Linked DNA regions of Rattus norvegicus: region 2 is linked to region 1. A link is a contact called in public Hi-C data. All regions are on one chromosome and are shown on one strand. Each heading gives the region's core, a stretch centred on a gene start, on an enhancer-like site or on the middle of the called end of the contact. The rest is flanking DNA. Distances are from core to core; before and after follow the strand shown.

Region 1 (3,273 bases), core at 769-3,268:
GTGTTAATACCCATCGCTGGGGAGAAATATTGGGAACATGGTTAAGCTGTAATCAAGTGCTATTTCCACAAATTAAGACTGGTTAACAAACTGGGAGTGATGCTCACCTCCTCTAATCCGAAGGGAGGTGGAGTCAGGGTCAGGGTTAAATCTCAAACCCTGCAGCAATTGGCTGAGGTGCTTATTTAACATATCAAAGGGGACCTGGCAGCTGTGTTCTTCCTGCAACCCTCAGTCCGTACCAGTAGGGCCCTCCTGGCTGCCCTAACCCTCCACCTCCTACACTGAACTTCCCAGCCCAGGCAACTGGGTTGCTCTTCCCTATATAATGCAACCAATTTGGTTGCAGGTCCCTTTTGTACGTTTGGCCTTCGGGCTTCTGCAGTTTGTCCCTTTTTCTCCCCTCTTCCACCCGCTCCCCTACTCCCTGCATGCCCCAGCTCAGTCTCAATCTGGTCCTGTCAACTCTAGACTCCACCGTATCTGGGAGCAGTTATGCCCTTCCCTCTGTATTCCTTTTTTCACTCAGTCAATTATTCAAAGCTAAGGGGCTGGAGAGATGGCTTTAAGATTAAGAGCGCTTGCCACTTGGTCTCCCCAGTACGGTGCTGGGCAGCTCACAACAGCCTGTATCTCCAGCTAAGGGTGATCCAATTCCTCCGGTAATCTGGGGCACCTGCACAATTGTACACACAAATGCACACACGTACTCACATTCCTGTAATTAAAAATAGAATAATTCATGCTGGGTGAGGCAGTGCACTTCTTTAATCACAGCATTTGGGAGGCAGAGGCAGGCAGATCTAAAAAAAGACATCTAGACGGAGAGACTGAATGTACAAAGCCTACTGGGTGTGGTCCTTAAGCTTTAATACCAGCCCTAGGAACTCTAAAAGAATTCTTTAAAAAAAGTTCAAGACTGCCTGGTGCCTAGTACTCACGCCTGTAGTCATCCCAACATTTAAAAGGCTGAGGCAGGTGCATTCCTTTGAGTTCAGAACCAGACTGGTCTAAGTCGATGGCTTCCAGGGCAGCCTGGACTATAGTAGTACGCTGTCTCAAAAGCAAGGGGAAAAGAAAGCTCACGGCCAACCTCGAGATCGAGGTCAACTTGTGCTACCGAACATCTAGTTTGAAAACATCAAAAGTCATTGAAAAAGTGAAAAATGAAAAAGGTGGCGAAATGTTAAGTGTTTGCTTTACTCAAGAGAACTCAAGCATTTCGTTGTCTGTGGGTTAGAATCAGGACGGACAAGTAAGTGCACTTGTCACTTAATGTCACTTAATGTCGCGGCTGAGTCTTCACCTGAACTTGGCTGCGGATCAGGAGTGCCTACGGAGTCCACAGCGTTAGCGGAAAACTTTTCCCGGGTCCTAAGGACCCACCCTCCTGAAGAACCTGAAGCGCAATATGGGCTTTCTAATCCTCCCGGTTCCGGAGGAGAGTCCTCCTTGTCCCTGGGTCACAGATGTCGGGTGCTCCCCAAGAGTGCAGGTTCAACCTCGCTGGCCGCTAGGGCGGGGCCCTCATCAAACCACGCCCGCCGCACTCGCGAAGACTCCTCAGGCCGCGGTCGCCCGCAGCGTTTAGGGATGCCAGTGAGTAGGCATGTCACTCTCCAGGGTGCCCGCCCCCTACCCTGCCTCGTCCTCTACCCGCCCCGCCCCTCACCCTGACTGGCCCTCGCCCTGGTCCTTGGGCACCTCGCCTACCGAACGCTGATTCTCTTGGCTGTCTTGCCTTTATCACGCCCCGCCCATTGGCCCGCCTCGCCCTCTGCGCGCCCCGCCTCTTGGACGCCTCCGCCTCCGCACGCCCAGCCCATCGGCCCGCCTCGGCCTATAAACGCCCCGCCTATTTGACCACCCCGCCCATTGGCCCTCCTCGCCCTCCGCACGCCCCGCCCAGTTGCCTTCCTCGCCCTCTGCACGCCCCGCCCCCGACTGCCTCGCCCTCTGCACGCCCCGCCCTCTGGGGCAGTTACCGGCTAAGGCCGCGCGCGCCTCCGCGGCTCGCCAGAGATCCTTCAGACTGGCTGGAGCGCCGCGTCGTCGCCCGCGCCCGCTGAGGGCTCGCGGCTCGGGCGCGCCCGGCGCGTGTGGCGAGCTCCAGCCGTGCGCTGCGACGAGGCCGGGCGGCGGGCGGTTAGCGCTCCGCTCGGCGGGCGGGGAGGACGGGCACGCCGGGCGCTGCACGCCTCGGCGGGCAGGTTCCGCGTCCCAGGACCGAAGCGGGTCGGTGCCCCCGTGTGGAGAGAGGGGCGGCCGGGCTCCCTGGACCCGGACGGCCCCAGGCTGGGCAGGAGGCTGGGGCCAGGGGCCGGCCATGTCCGCTCGCGCCCCGGTGCCCGCCGCTGCCCCCCGGGAGGACCCGCCCGCCGTGGCCGGAGACCGGGACGCGCTGTTGGCAGCGGCGAGCCGGCGGGCGGAGCAGCCGGCGCCCGGCGAGCGGGAGGGCAAAGAGGCGAGGGAGGAGCGGGCCGCGGCCGCCACCAGCGCGGGGGCGCGGGGAGAGCCGTCGCCGGCGCTCGTGCTGGGACACAGCGTGCCGCAAGCGGCCGTGCCCGTGAGGCCGCTGGCGCTGCACCTGGCGCACAAGGCGCGTGCGCCCGGGGGTCCCTTCGGCGGGGAGGCCCCGCCGCCGCCGCCGCCACCACCACCGCCGCCGCCACCGCCGCCGCCGCCAGCACCTCGGGACCCACCGGAGGACGTCCGTGAGGACCCAGCGGCAGCCGGCCTCGAGGACAAGCCGCCGCCGCTGCCAAAGGGGAACCCGTGGACCAAGAAGCTGCCTCAGCACCTGTCCCCGGTGGGCACCGGCGTGCCGCCGCCCGCTCAGGACTCCCCGGAGGCCGGTGAGTGCGATCCGCGGGAGGTGTTTGGTTCCTAGGTGTCATTCACTGTGCCGATTTACATAAATGGACATGTGGGAGAGGGAGCGACAGGAAGAGGTGGGACCTCAGGTTCTCCTTGACGGGTAGGGGCACGGCGTGGGTGACTGGGCAGCGCGGCCGTGTTGGGCTCGTGCCTTCACGTGTCGGCGTCCTGGACGCGGTGAATACTGTGGAAAAGTTTCCGCGAACTTGCCACAGAGTGGAAGCGAGTCGGGACGAGCCTGCGTGTGAGTAAGTGGAAGCGCGATCGGGCTCGCTCCTGAGGTAAAGTTGGTGAAACGAAAGTCTCAAAAAGCTGCCAGGTAGATGTGGCTCTGAAGGCAGCTGGTATTAGGTGTTTTTCGGTTGTGTTTCAGAATGCCTGAGATAGGACAGTTGA
Region 2 (3,303 bases), core at 296-2,795, 620 kb after region 1:
AAATACCACACTAAAGTTCAGGAGTCTGAATCTCCGAATGAATCATGTGGGTCTATTCCAAAGGGGGAAACATATACTACCCAGTCTACCCAGTCCTATGGCTTGAAATACCCTGTTCAGGGTCCCGATGTGGTAGCCTGTGAATTGTTAACAGAAGTTACAGGAACAGAGGCATATAAACGTTGTAGTGTGTACATACGTGTGTGTGTGTGTGTGTGTGTGTGTGTGTGTGTGTGTGTGTGTGTGTGTGTTTTAGCTTGGGGGTGTAGGTGCCCACAGAGGCTGGAGTCCGAAGTACAGATGATAGTGAGTGGCCCTGGTGGGTTCAGGTAACTGAGCTCTGGTCCTGTGTCAGAGCTCAGTACCTTACTCACATGGCTTCTCTCCAGCCCCTCATGCTGCTCTTTAAAGGGGCAATACATTGCAAAAGGACTACTGCAGGCGGTGGAGAAGTGGGGGGGGGAGGTTAGGTGTGAGGGAAACAAGTTGTGGGAAGAGGACCTTGAAGTATGCAGGGAGATTAATGGTCACTGAGGATTGAGTATGAATAAGAGCTGTTTTGTGGAGCACCTAAGTGGAAATTTCCTTTAAAAAAGGTAAACTTAGGCCTTGCTGCTGTTCATCCGGCAGGGAGAAGGCAACTCAGAATAACCCTCAGGCCTAAGTGGCATATTTCACTCTCCTGTAGTCTGGTGTTTTCTGCCTCTTTTGACTTCCCTTTTACAGATCTGTTCAGAGTGGAACTTTGGTTTTTTAATTACTACCCTGGCGTGGCTCTCCTCACTGCTTCCCTGTGCTCTGTATTCACTGGAAACAAACCTCATTACATTTGTGGTGATTCCCAGCAAGGAGGGTTGGTTGAATGGGGGTGAGGGGTGAAGGGTTGCTGTTCTGCTGGCTTGAAAACTCCCCCTTTTCTTTGGGAGTCATTGATCTGGCAGTAAGATTTCGGCCACACAGATGTCAAGGCAATCAATAATTTTAGTTTAGAAAAGCTTTTTTGATTTGTTGAAACACAGTTGATTGGTCTGTACCAGCTCAGTAACTGTGTAGTTTTGGCCCACTGCTCTCTTTTGAAGACAGTGTCTTTCTTAATGGAGGTGTGTGGGAGGGATGGCCAGGTAGGCTGGGCTTTTGTGCCACCTGATTTTTTTTTTTTATTAGTTCTTACTTGTCCAGAAAGGATTTGCGTCACAAGGAGTAGGGGTTCCCTGTCTAGTGTGACCTTTGACAATTGGAGTTCCCAAAGCCTATGGTTCATTCTATCTCCAGCTGTGCACCTCCGAGGGGTTGGGATGGCAGATGAAGATGGGTGTCTTCCCATCACCCCACTGGTTCTTTCTAGAGCCACAGCTTGTTGAGTAGCTCATTTTGGCAAAATTTGGGGCTCATTTTAGCAGGGCTTGCCAAGGAAGCCTAATCATGCCAGTTCAGTGTTGTAAACACAGCAGTAGGCACAGAGCTCCCTGCCCCCAACAGGCACAGAGCATGGGTCTGTCTGAGAGAGCAGTGCTCACTGCTAAGGATTGTTTTCTGTAGTGGCTGCCAGGGCTGAAGAGACTGCTGGAGTAGCTGCTAGTGACATCTGGGAACTGGAGGGAAGGGTGACACCTCTGGGAGACCTGCCCACATGTGACTTTACCACCCCTGCCCCCACTGACTCTTAACCTGGTCTGTTAATGATTTCAGCTAATTATGTGCCTTTGGTCTTTTCACTGTTTGCAATTCAAATGCTACTTGAGGCCCTGTGTTTGCTTTTGTTTGCAGCATCCTGGCTGCCCTCTGAAGCACAAGTTGATGATCGAATGTTACCATCTTGGGTTAAGTGCTGTCTCATTGCTTTGCAGGCTGTCTGCTGTCTCCCGGGGAGATCATGAAACGAGGTCGCCTTCCCAGCAGCAGTGAGGATTCTGACGACAATGGCAGTAAGTCCTGCTTTGTTGTTCTTGGAGCCTACCAGGGCTTGGGTCAGTGTGAAAACATGATTTTTTAATATAATGCTTTAAATAGCTAAGGCCCTTTGCATATCAGGTCAGAGAAAGGCACGGCCTGGAGAAACACATCCGAGTGTGATACTGCAGGGCTGTAAGCAGGTCTTTCCCGGTAAGGTTGACTGCAGGCAGGCCTTCTGCAGGCTCCCTGCGTGTTATCCAGGGAGAAGAATTCAGTTCCAAGAGCCACTGGTGTGTCTGCTTTCATTAGACAGCGTTTATGGTACCTCACATTGCTCTCTATGAAGAGGGAACTTAATCAAAGCCAGGTAATGATTAACTAGCTCAGCCTGCCCGGGGCTCTGAGGGCAGATGGAGGACTACCTAGCGTGATGTGACGGTACCAAGTCCAGGTTCTTCATAGATGGCACATGCGTCCTTGCCCTTTCCTGCTTTCACAGGACGGAGTTTAATACCGTCACTGTCTGCAGCTCAGCTCTCTGGAAACCTCAGATTTTCACAGTGTAGCTGAGAACCAGGAGTTCGTTGGCTTCCTGGCAGTCAAAATAAATGTCACACAGTGTCTGTTGAGGAGCTAACAGACTGCTGAGAGAAGCGCTCCCTTCCGACGGCAGAGAGGAATTTTGTACCTAGCTCAGTGCCTGCACTGCAGCCCATTAGCTTTGGTTTGACATTGCACATTAAACTCTGGAAGCCTGGACAGGAAGCTTGCTGTGCTGTGAGATGGGAAAGGAAGCCGGCCTGCTTTCTAGGCATGTTGCCTCAGACATTACGAACAGCTCCAGTGTGATGTTACCCAGGGCAGTTGTACAGCTCTTTGGATGTGCTGTAGAAATGGTTTGTAGGAACTCAAAAGAGGTGGTCTGGGAAGACCCTTTGTGGGCAGGTCCCAGGGATAAATGCATTGGGTAGGCAGGGTTGTCTGACTGCCTGACCTCTCAGGTGGTCAGTAGAAGCATGGACATGCTGCTGTAGGGACTTCTCGGTTAGCCCCGAGGAGGTAGGAGGGCCACAGCCTTGAAACTGCTGTAGATTTGGGCTGTCTGGCTGAAATGTGGCTGCTGCTGTGGGAAGGTCATGGAGCAGTGGTATATAGAACAGAGAATGGTGGGAGGGGAGTGTGGAGCGGGGCTATGGCCAGATCTGACAGCTGTTTGAGAAACTGGAGTTGACATCTGGGCCAGGCAAGGGAGCTGTGAAGGGGGAAGCGGGAATCAGGGGAGCCAGGCAGTTTTCTCCAGAGGAGGGTTTTCTCTTACCTCCTGGGGGACTGCTGAGATTCCCACTATACACGCAGGCAGGCAGTCACCTGCTGGAGGTTGGACAGCAAATGGGGTCTGCGGCACTCAAC

The links. Hi-C and Micro-C count contacts between places; a contact is called where the count stands out from the background.
Region 2: a contact with region 1 is called in a Hi-C map of hepatocytes, with 1.7 times the contacts expected there. The contact joins the enhancer-like site here to the promoter of Larp1b in region 1. A contact is called at or near these places in 4 of 12 Hi-C or Micro-C datasets (Schwann cells, frontal cortex, hepatocytes and 1 more).

Annotation. Positions count from the first base shown.
Region 1 is chr2:125,861,979-125,865,251 of GRCr8, forward strand. Larp1b (La ribonucleoprotein 1B) reads left to right here and starts at 2,019. Exons shown (of 10, transcript NM_001415051.1): 1 at 2,019-2,855. The coding sequence starts at 2,327.
Region 2 is chr2:126,487,271-126,490,573 of GRCr8, forward strand. Jade1 (jade family PHD finger 1) reads left to right here. Exons shown (of 11, transcript NM_001415052.1): 2 at 1,848-1,925. The coding sequence starts at 1,874. Among named protein-coding and RNA genes, the nearest start is that of Jade1, 18 kb to the left of the region's middle. Within about 2 kb of position 1,546, at least 43 of the 93 cell types and tissues checked have an H3K27ac peak or open chromatin away from gene starts, as enhancers often do. A contact at or near this core is called in Schwann cells, hepatocytes and liver, where this site is marked.